Regions from separate parts of the Lathyrus oleraceus genome. Here region 2 is linked to region 1. Evidence: chromatin contacts called from public Hi-C data. All regions are on one chromosome and are shown on one strand. The core of a region is the stretch at or near the end of the contact, and the rest is flanking DNA. Distances in the headings are between cores, read along the strand shown. Region 1 holds the start of LOC127126274 (DNA-directed RNA polymerases II, IV and V subunit 6A). Region 2 holds the start of LOC127126276 (zinc finger A20 and AN1 domain-containing stress-associated protein 8).

The links. A called contact is a pair of places that touch in the nucleus more often than the background predicts.
Region 2: a Hi-C map of leaf shows a contact between it and region 1, with 6 times the contacts expected there. The contact joins the promoter of LOC127126276 here to the promoter of LOC127126274 in region 1. A contact is called at or near these places in 2 of 2 Hi-C or Micro-C datasets (both in leaf).

Annotation. Positions count from the first base shown.
Region 1 is chr3:200,146,660-200,152,485 of CAAS_Psat_ZW6_1.0, forward strand. It overlaps LOC127126274 (DNA-directed RNA polymerases II, IV and V subunit 6A), which reads right to left and starts at 2,175. Exons shown (of 5, transcript XM_051055171.1): 1 at 1,997-2,175; 2 at 1,666-1,878; 3 at 741-792. The coding sequence starts at 2,031.
Region 2 is chr3:200,573,035-200,578,860 of CAAS_Psat_ZW6_1.0, forward strand. It overlaps LOC127126276 (zinc finger A20 and AN1 domain-containing stress-associated protein 8), which reads right to left and starts at 3,742. Exons shown (of 3, transcript XM_051055174.1): 1 at 3,512-3,742; 2 at 3,392-3,433; 3 at 1,542-2,269. The coding sequence starts at 2,255. The coding sequence ends at 1,749.

The DNA of each region.
Region 1 (5,826 bases), core at 925-3,424:
TTTTTAATTTTAAAAATACTATAACAACAAAAATTATATTTGAACAATTTATCTAAGCCCTCCAAAACCCTCCTCCAAAACAAATTGAGTTCCCCCAAATTAGAGGGTTTTTGGTGTTATGAATAAAAGCAAACTCTCTCAAACCCTCCCCAATCAAAATCCTTCTATTCTTTTCAATCCTTCTCTTTTTTCAAAGCCCTCTCCTCCCTTCCCCTCCAAACTCCCAAACAAAGCCTAAGGGACTCAAGCCAAGAAAGGACAAGTTATGGACAATGGTAGGAAAAACAAACTGCAACCTGAACATATGAACATATGAACTATAAGAGAAGATTAATATACTAAATATCAAGATAAGCCTATTTCCCATGAAATTTGATCTTCTCATCTTAAAAATATCAGTTAATTGAAAATGAAACGCCTTTCGCAATCCATGAATATCTGCATATTGCATATATTGGTAAAATTGTAAAGTGTTAGTCGACCATAAACAAAATATCATAGCATATAAGGCCAACATTTGTATAATGGGCGTCATGGTACACCACTTAATGAAGGAGATCAATAATGTAGTAGAATGGAAGCTTCTTAATAAAACATTTTCTATATTTCAAATGAGGGCATATGGTGTCACTGCCATATATTAGGAAATTTGACAAAAAGTAATCGTAATGAATAGGAAATGCAATGATATGACAGTGACGAAGGTATTGAATTGTAAAGAGAACAAAAAGATCAATTACCTCAAGTGGGTCAGTCTCCCCCTCCAACTCGACCATGACAGGTGCGTTCATACTGCACAACAGTAAAGACAAAGTTCATTTGTTTTAGATTTTATAGGATGAACTAAAGTCACTTTTTTCAAAATTGCCTTGGTTAGTTTTGCAGTTATAGCAACTTCCAACTGTAATAGAAATTCAGTTACAATTACAAAAACAAAACTCAATAGTATTAGAAGCTCTTGCACTACACAGTGGTAGAATGAAACAACCACGGAATTCAACTGTTGGCCATTTTCTTGTCCCCATCCTCACTTCTAGCCCAACAACCGCTCCAGTTCTATTGGTTAACAATATCTCCGCTCCTATCAGGGTATCCTATGCTCACTAACTGAAAACCCTCGCAAAATGGTGCAAACTCTATGCAGGATCCTACTCTCTATTGATAAGGTCATTGCATTATGTAACACTTACAAGGCCATAAATCATACTTTGTTGTCAATGAAGCTAACACCCATTGAAAGAGCACTGAGAAACGGTAAAAAGGGATACTCGGGTATATAATAGACACTATCACTCACAGTTCACTCTTAGTGAAGACAAACATAGCAGAACCACCATCTATTCTATGTTCCTTTGACCCAAGTCTTCACCAACATACCAACCCCTAGGGTTAGTTCTCTTAAAAGAAGCTTATAGTGTCAGCTAGATAGCTGGCAGTAATTCTAACAGTTATCCGTAACTGAACATTTTTCAGTTGTTAGTACAAATAACACTTCCACTCCTGTACTAATCAGACATAAAACAAAATAACTACAAAATTTCTTATTCTCATTTCATCTGAAAATCACAATCCTTTGACTTAACTTCACATTCCTTCAATTTCAAACACAGCACTACAAATATTCAATACACAAAACCCTAGGGTGACAAAATAAAGAAGCAAAACCTGATTTGAAGAGCGCGAGTACCGAGAATCCTAGCACGCTCATACTTAGTCATATATTTGGAAGTTCTTCGAGGACGCTCAACAGGTTGATCATCTTCCTTTTCCTCAGTTTCAATCGGTTCTCCTAAACCATCTATGTCATCGTTTTTGTTATCTGGATCCTCCTCCTCTGCGCCTTCCTCGATTTCAGGCTCCGCTGGCTCCTCTTCGTATCTGCATCATCATTCATGAGAAATCTTTCAATAATAATAATAATGATTTCAACAAACGAAGAAGAAAAGAGGATAAACCCTAATTATTTATGAGTGAGAGAGAGGGAAAGAGAAAAAACCCCATGTCGATATCTTCGTAGTCATCGTCGGCCATCGTGAATGGAAGAGAGGTGAGGAAGGTTGCGTCTGCTCTGCGTGCTAGCTAAAGAAGATTGCGCCCTAAAACCCCACAACCACACTCGATCAGACGGAAACCCTTCTACTTGTTATGGACTTTCTCTTATATTGGTTTTTTTTAATATTAAAGTGAATACCTATTTTGCCCCCATATAAAATTGGGCAACCCAAGTTAATCGTTCAAAAAATAAAAAGAGACCATTATTAAAAATGAATAACTTACACGTAACTATTGTTGAAAAAAAGTACTTTAAAAGTTATTTTTTCATTTTAGTAAAAAAATCAAAATTATCTCTAGAATTTAGAATTGTATAATTTTATGATTAAATTTAATTCAAAAATATATATTCGTGTATTTTACAAAGATGTATTTTTGAATCCTAATGAACCAAGAATATAAATGAAATAGATGTAGAAACAGAGATAAATTAACCTTGATAATTGTTATGACATAAATAAAAAACAAACATTACGTACATAATCGTTAACATAAATCAAACTATACATTTCATCGTTCAATAGAACGTTTCAACATCTTCAAAATATCTTTAGTGGATCTCGCAATTTTTGCATCCAACTCGATAGAACCTTTTGTTTTGAAATGGTGAAATGTACTCCACATAACCCTTAAATCTTCATTTGTCTTCAACTCAAACTTGTTGAATTGAATGTTTCCTTTATTGTCAATCGAGGGTGACTGGTACTTGAGTTTGACAACTTTTTGATTGTCTGGGTATTTTAGGAGATTATGCAGTATGAATTTCATATCTACAAGAAATGTGTACTCAGTGACCTTAAATTCAAGTGAGGCATTCGCGTCGTTGAAGTAGACAAAGAATGGCAGTAGCTGGTGAAAAGTCAATAAAGAATGGCAATAGCTACGTTGAAAATGCTAAGTGGACCTTAAAAATTCAATTTTTTCCTAGGGAAAATTCTAGAGATGTACTTCTGGATACACCTGTTAGCCTGAAAGTTCTAGCTGGTGAAAAGTCAACAAAGAATGGCAATAGCTACGTTGAAAATATTAAGTGTCAAAAGCTTCAACCTAAGGCTTCGACATACTAACCATGTTGATTAAATGGTTCAAATAACATATTAGATGAGTCGAGGCGAAAAATGGTTTGGAGGAGTCTCAGGAACAAATTCATAAGATTGTGATCACTCTCTCTTTCAAACATGTTTTATAACACCCACACATAATATACATCTAGAAAATATATTACATATAGTATAACTTGGTATTGATACACATAAGTGTCTATCGGCAAAATTATATATACATGTCCAAAAGAATAATATACAATATGGCACATGATATACAAAAGTTCCTAGACAAAAAACTAAAATCTATGTATAATATCCATATATGTACACAAGCTTTAGTAGGAGATCGTCACATCAAAAGCCTTTGAAACATCATCAGGAAAGCTTAACCTTGTCCTTCACCTGTACATAACCACCTGAACAATAATAATGGAGTGAGATGATAATCTCAGTGGGTTCTCTATCTTATGGATCCACTTGACTCTACAGGGATCTCTTATCGATTTTTAACTTAACATTCCACTTTGTACTCTACTTGTGCTCACTTACACAATAGAACAAAGACTTAAGCATTTAAGGGATGTTCACATTGTATATAAACATGTAACTTAAGTTCACATCACTCAATAAATCATTATTCGGAAGCCACGAAGCATTGTTCCCCGACCAGACCTACGTCTAAGGCAAGGCTCGATTCCTACATGTTAATATGATTCAACTTTCTTGTGGATTCTGGTTCTCCATGGGACTCAAACTCACTTCAAGAACCATCACTCGTGTGGGACTCGAACCCACTTAGAGTATCTTATACCATATGAGACTCGAACCCACTTATGCACCCACCTTTCTTCCGTGAGACTCAACCCATAGTTGGGACTCAAGCCTATTGTGAGGTACGAATCATTGGTGCCACATCCCCAATTCTATTTTACATAAGCACCACAATTGGGATGTGCACAATTAAGGGTAATTTCTAAATAGGTGACTAGTTCTCAACATCACCGTGATTGTACTCATCAATCACTAAGTGATCACATTCATCAAATTCTCATATCATCATAACATGTTCCATATAAAGCCTATTGATTCACAATTCAAGCGACTACTTGTCCATCGCACACACCGAGGTACCTTCATGTCCAAGCATCTCCATCTAAATCATGTTCATACCCTACATTATCCTTCTAATATTTTAACCTAATCAAGATCCTAGGTTAAAGCTCACTAATTCCTTATATTTTAATCAATTATTGTTAATCCAATGCATACATATCATGATATAAGTTATAAGACACCTATGATAGTTTAGAATCATCAAAGAGCTCATTTTTGGCAATACACAAAGCAACCTATTGATTTCCTAGGAGGACCAATTGATTAGTCTGAATATTTCATCAAAAATTTCTTTATAAACAACAGACCAATCAATTGTCATGAACCTTCTGTCTAAATTTTCATTAAAAATGCATAGGACCAATTGATTGGTCAGGGGGTGTCAATTGATTGACACCTACAATTTTTTCCAGATTTTCACACATTCATGGAACCAATCGATTGTTCATGGGAACCTCTGCATACCAATTGATTGGTTCATGCTTTTTCGTTAAAAACACCACTTCCAAACACATCTTCTCCCAACCTTAACCATTCTAATCCATATCGATGACTAACACAACTCTGATGATTATGAATCATAACTTCAAGAGCAAGACATATATGTAACCATGTTTATTCCTCATTCATACATCATATATTCAACATAGTAACAACAACAACATGGTAACAACAAAACATCCAACAACATAGAAATCACAAACAAGCTTGAAACAATCAATAAAACATGTATCAATATCAATTTCCATGATCATGACAATAATACTTAAACCCTAATTTCCATTTCATGTAAATCTTTTCCCCAAAATCTAAACTATCTATAACCGACCTTAAAAGATGAAGATGAATAGATATTTGAGAAAAGACAATGATGATGATGATGATCCAAGCTTTGATTCTACTTCCAAACTTTCTCCCATTTCCTTTCTTCTTCTCATATTTTCTCTTTTTTCTTTCTCTTTCTCTCCGTGTTTTTCTCTTCTTTTATCTTACTCTCCTCTTCTCTTACTAGCCAAGGAAGAATGTGTGGTTGGTAAGTTAAATGGAGGAAAATATCTTAAAGGAAATTTATCTTCTTTTTTATATTTTCCAACAAGGGTAGAGTTGGAAAGGAAAGATATAAGAAAATATCTTATGAAGTGATATTTCTCCTATACGGTAATTAACCATTCATTAATGTTATCAAATGTTCCTTTATTTTATAATTTAACAAAGGTCAATGAAATTGAATAAGAATTGAGCTTACTTGAGTTCACTAATTAATCTATTTGTCTCAACTGACAAGAAATAAAGCATATAGGAACTGAGTTGGTCTCAACTGATAATGAATAGAGTATTTAAGGGGATATGGGATATTACATGTTCATAATCTCAAGAGGTTTTACAAACCAACTCTTCGACCAGTGTCTAAGTCAACACGTTTACCAGGTGTTAAGGACATAGGATATTATTAAGTACAGAGACTATGTGATATGAAAATGTCTCAAGATTATGAAGATCGGTCAAGGGCTCTCGACATAGGCAAATAGGGTGTTCAAAAACAGTTACCAGCGTATTCATCACCATGATTTAAGTGATTTAAGTTATGTTATTGTAAGACCCCAATTTTGTCCCT
Region 2 (5,826 bases), core at 2,492-4,991, 430 kb after region 1:
CGTACTGGAAGAGGTCTGACTCTGATACCATTTTGTAATGCCCCAAATTTTAATTTACCACAATAGTTATCATGCAAGTATCGGAATGGCGCAATACGAGACTTTGTATGGACGCAAATGTCAGACGCCTTTATGTTGGTACGAAGATGGCAAAAGCTCGACTATGGGACCCGACTTGATATAACAGACGACTGAGAAGGTCAAACTGATTTAGGAAAAAATGAAAACAGCTCAGAGTAGACAGAAGAGTTGTGTGAACCAACGAAGGAGAGTTTTGGAATTTCAAGAAGGTGATCATGTATTTTTTAGAGTGACGCATACGACTGGTGTGGGCAGAGCACTGAGATCCAAGAATCTAACTCTTAAATTCATTGGACCGTATCAAATCCTCAGACATGTAGGCCTCATAGCTTATCGAATTGCATTAGTTCTGAATTTGGCTAACCTGCACAATGTGTTTCATGTATCTCAACTAAGCAAGTATGTGGTTGATCCTTCACATGTCATCACACCTGACTATAATGTGTTTCATGTATCTCAACTAAGCAAGTATGTGGTTGGATATTTCATTGTTTCGGAGATTTAAATCATTAAAAATTAAAAGTTAAAATAATGTGTAATATCATGTTTACATATCTCTTACTATTTCATTAGTTTTTCTTTGTTATACTGTTACGTAATGAACTGGTTTACTACGCCTCAATCATTCACTTTTTCATTTATGTTAGTTTCCATAGTAGGCCGATGTTTATTTGTTGATTTAAATTTATAATAAATTAAGTTGGTTTTAATTGTCGAGTTGTATCCGTTAATTGAATACTTAATTACTCTTGTTGGATTTATCTCTTAGCAGCTACTATGAGTTTTATAAACAATTATAATTTATATATGCTAATTGTGAAAAGTATTGAAGTTAGAGGAAGAGCGTGAATATTATTCTTCTATCCCTTTTCAGACCACTAACCAAAGTTCCAGTTTTAAAAAAACAAATACTTACATTAAGAATTAAAAAAATGTAACTTTATTTAGTATATTGTTTTCAGTTCAGAAACAATAGATGTTGTTCTCAACATATCTTTGGAATAAAAAACAATGTTTAAACAAGATAATGCCTCTAGCCTCTAAAGCTGCAGTTTCACCTCAAAATTTCTAACACAAATCTGCACTCAATCTGATTGCTCTACTTATCTGTTACCTTGTTCATTCAATCGAAAAGAAAAATAAATAAAAAGCCTTACCAATAGCTTATGATTTATGTATGAGAATTAAGGGTGGCAATAAAATGACTTTGCCAAACCTGAGAATCAAAACCTAAGTCTCACCTCTAACATATAATAAGCTTATTCTTAGGCACGAGATCTGACATTTTAACTAAATAGACTTATAAAAAAACCTATGCCTTCTCTATTGAATGAAAAAGCCTGGCCTAACCTCGGTCGTGTAGACTAGGCCTACACATGTGTTAGTTGATCTGGCATATTCTCACCCATAGGGAGAAACAATATTAAGAGAACACAATAGCAAAATAACACACAACAAGCTATGAGAGAAAGAAAATAACTGCAGACGAAGCAAGAAACCGATACAAAATGAGCCAAAGTGTTCATCAAACCAGCACAAACATGGAATGGTTTTCCCTAAAATTGTCCTTGATTATCATGACAGATCATTTTGTGGACACTAAAGGATATTTAAAACCCAAGCAGTTTAATGCATACGAAGACTTGCAGATAAAAGATGAAGCATAGCTAGATTTTATCAAGCTTATCTGCCTTAATTACTGGGTTGGCTTCCGCTATGGCTTTCTGAGCAACAGTTCTATAATCAAAAGTGCATTCATGTTTATCAGAATAGCGATGCATTGCACAGAAGAGGTTGCCGCATTTGCAGCTGAAACCAGTTAATCCAACACGTTTCCGGCAAGTGGCACATCTGCTAGGACCAGTCTTGGCTTTCATCTCCACACTCTCACCAAAGACCGAATTATCTGGAACTTCGGGACATGCTGTATTGACCTCCACATTTCCAACTTGTACATCAACCGCGCCTGCAGTCACAGCTAGCTTTCCATTGCCATTCACAATGTTTTCAACTGATGTCGCAGCAAGTTTGTCCTGCTCCTGAGTTAACAATGTGTCCTTGTAGCACTTGGAACACATGTTCATGGTAGCTTCCCTTCCGAAGAAACCACAATTGTTAACGCAAAGAATAGGTCGTTCTGGTGCCTGGCATCCCATCTCATCGGGAGACTCCATTGCTCTATGACCACCTGCAAACAAGGCAACCCACCCGGCTTCTCAAGTCTCAAAAATATATTCATAGACAAGAAAAGCCAATTCCAAAAGTAACTAGATAGGCCCTCTGGTTCTACTTATAAGATTAAGTTGATTTTTTAGATTCACCGAATAATCAATGTATTTGAACCATGATACAGTTCAAATACATTTTTTATTCAATGAACCTAAAAAAGTAAATTTTCTCTTATAAATAAATAGGGCCGGAGGTATTACCACAAGAGTTCATTCAACAACAATACTCAATTACAAGCCCCTACACCTCTGAACAAATGCGTTTTTGGTGTCCAATACATGTCAGTGTCTGACACCGACGCATGAGACTACATTCATTTTATTTTTCAAATTATAACAGGTGTCATTGTGTCAGTGTTCATGTCATTGTGTCAGTCTTCATGTCATTGTGTCAGTGTTACGTCCGGTGCTTCGTGTCAGAGTTTCATAGATAACAAGCCATTTAGACATCAACAGCAAGATATCAGAAGAGTTCTTCTATCAATAACAATACCAAACTATGCATATATCATATCTAGGGTTTTAAAAAGCGGTTAGCAACCACAACTGAGGCCACTTAAGCCAAATTTAACTGCAAATCTCCGCCATGTTAAAGAGTAGCAAACATAACCGTAATTTAAATCCTTGATCAAGACATGCACAGTAATGTTGAAAACATTTGAAAAGAGAACTGATAGCATTTCTTCTCCATATGATCATTGAAGAAACATAAAGTGACACCGAATTTCAACCATTGCATAAACAACTAAACACAATCAAGCATTCCTTCAAACCCCAACAAATCCATCATCCTCTTCCAATGTATAATTAAATTCAACAAAAGTGAACAAATGATCACAATCTTCAATCACAAGAGTGACACACCAAAAATCAAAATTTTCAACACTCCCACAAACGAAACTGATTTCACTTCACTTAAACAAAGCCCAGAAACTATCCCAAAACCTCACACAAAAAAACAAATTTTAACACCAAAAAAGGGGAAAGATTAAACTTTTTAAATAAAAATTTAAAAACAGTTGGAGAAAGAGAAAGACATGATAAAATTACAAGCAATAATTATCAAAACATAAATTCCACACCTGGGTTCAACGATCGTGACAGTCTAGTTCTAATACTGTTCTCTGCAAGAAGAAGAAGATTATTATAAAATAAATAAACCCAGAAAAGAATAACATAGAGAGAGAGAGAGAAATTCTAACCTCAAAAGGAAGAGAGAACAGTATAATAACAACGATAATAATCGAAGAAAAGTAGAATATATATAATAATAATGATGAAAATAAAATGAAAGTACAGAGGTAGAGGAAAGAGAGGGGTTTGATTCGGTCGTGTGAAATGAAAAGGCTCCTCTCTCTCTATTTATTTTTCTCTTTTTTCGGCTATTTCAACTTCATTTTACCCAAAGTCGGTTGTGTTTTCTCTTTACCAATTATGCCCTTTTATTTACCTCATTTTTCATTTCTTAGATATATAAAAAATATATATTAGTTTATTTTTAATAGAATTAATTAGAATACACTATCATTTATTTAATTAAAATTAACCTTTTTTACACATAAACATCATAATTAAAAATAAAATAATATATTATAATTAAAATATTTTAATAATTATTTTTCTCTTCTTTCATGTTTATGTGTTAAAATTATTAATTTTAATTAAATGACAATATAAAATTTATTAATTCTCTGGTTTAAGTGACTTTTTTTTAATTAGAATTTATCAATTTTCTACTAACCTGAACTTGTATCCTATTTCGACTGTGTTTTACAAGTATTGCAAGAAAATTAAAGTTAAATACATTGAGTGGTCCTGGAATGCTCTATATGTCTGATAGTAGCAAATTCTACATAATGTATCTATCTACCTATGCATTCTTCACATGATGTGTCTAACAAATGTAAATTTCACTTTCTACATGAAGTATTTATACATATGTAAAATCCACTTTCTACACATATCACTCTTTGCTTTATGTGTTTATTACCATAAGGATAACATATCTTGATGAATTATGTTGATCATACTTTAATTTGTCAAAGTATAAATGTAAATGTCTTTCTTTAATAATTGGACAATTAAGATTTCTAATCATAAAATGATTATTTAGTTGTTAAAAGTATAATATGTGGTAATTTCTAATGGTTAAAAGTTATCAGAGATTTGTGGGATTATTATACTAGTATTTTTCAGGTAAAATTGAATGTATGTATGATTTGTTTATGTATAGTGGTGAGAAATTCAATATGTGTTTCTGTGAGAGAATTAAATTCATTTTTCAGTTCTAAGGTTGGGGTATTTATAGAGTTTTTAGAAGTTAGATAGAAGAGGAAGTCAATCTCACATCCTCCACCTTTCCCCCCTAATTCACTCAGTTAGGAGTGGTTCCCTTCCTGCTAATAAGGGGACTATTTTGACACCTCACATTTACTGTCTTTTGGATCATTGTGTGTGACACGTGTTTTCCCGCTAAATTGAGAGGGAAACATGGATTGGATAAGGTATTTTAGTCTAAGACCAACAAGGCGGCTTGGCCTTTCTTTAGGCTACCTCAAGCTCTTTTTTGGGCTATCTCGAGTCGCCTTTCTTTGGGATATCATCCAATCTCGAGGCAGTTAGTTTGTATCTCACTATCACGAAGTCTTCTTCTTATGGCCTAGTAATTATACCAATACATAATCCCTCAAGCACGATGGCTTTGGAAAAGGGCAGAGTGATTTAATTTGGAAATAAGGTAGTTCATTTTTGGACAAGACTTTAAGTTGAGTCCATCGGGTGAGACTTCAAGTCCCTCGAGAGAGACTTTAAGTTTAGTCTTTTGATAAGTGAATTTTGCATCATATTTTTAGCTTGTTTCTTTCCATTTTCTCATGTATTTTCATCATTTTAGTTTGGTTTTATGTGTTTTTGTGTTCTTTGGATGTTTTTAGGTAATAAGAGAGTAATGGACCTAACTGAAGTGAAACATGCTGAAGATCAGGTAAAAAAGACCCCTTACTGTACAAAATACTCGTGGCCAACATGGTCTTTCCGTGTCAGCTGACACGGGCCATGTTAGCCTTTGTTGTAGCGCCCTTATAAGGAAGCTTGAGGCATCACAAACTTGTTGTGTTTCCTAACACGGGTTGTGTTCCCTGACACATGTCGTGTTGCTTCCCATATAGTTACGAATTTAACAAGTTTTTTTGGCATTTTTGAGACTTTTGTACGTCCATAACCTCCCAAGACTTTATGTTAGCGGGTATTAATGATTGTGCTCGGATTTATTAGTGTTAAAGGGTGATTTATGGTTAGATTTAGTATAAATAGGTATTTGAGCTTCAAAGCAAAGCACCACTTAACACTTATCACTTGTTACTTTTACTTTGTAATTTCCAGTTTTTGTGTTTTTGCTCTCATTTGAATTCCTTTACAACATTGTTGTAATTATCTGGTTTTCTTTTATTTAATCAAGTTTGCTTCAATTTAGGTTATTTACGTTGCTTTACTTTATTTACTTGCATGTCGTGTCTTT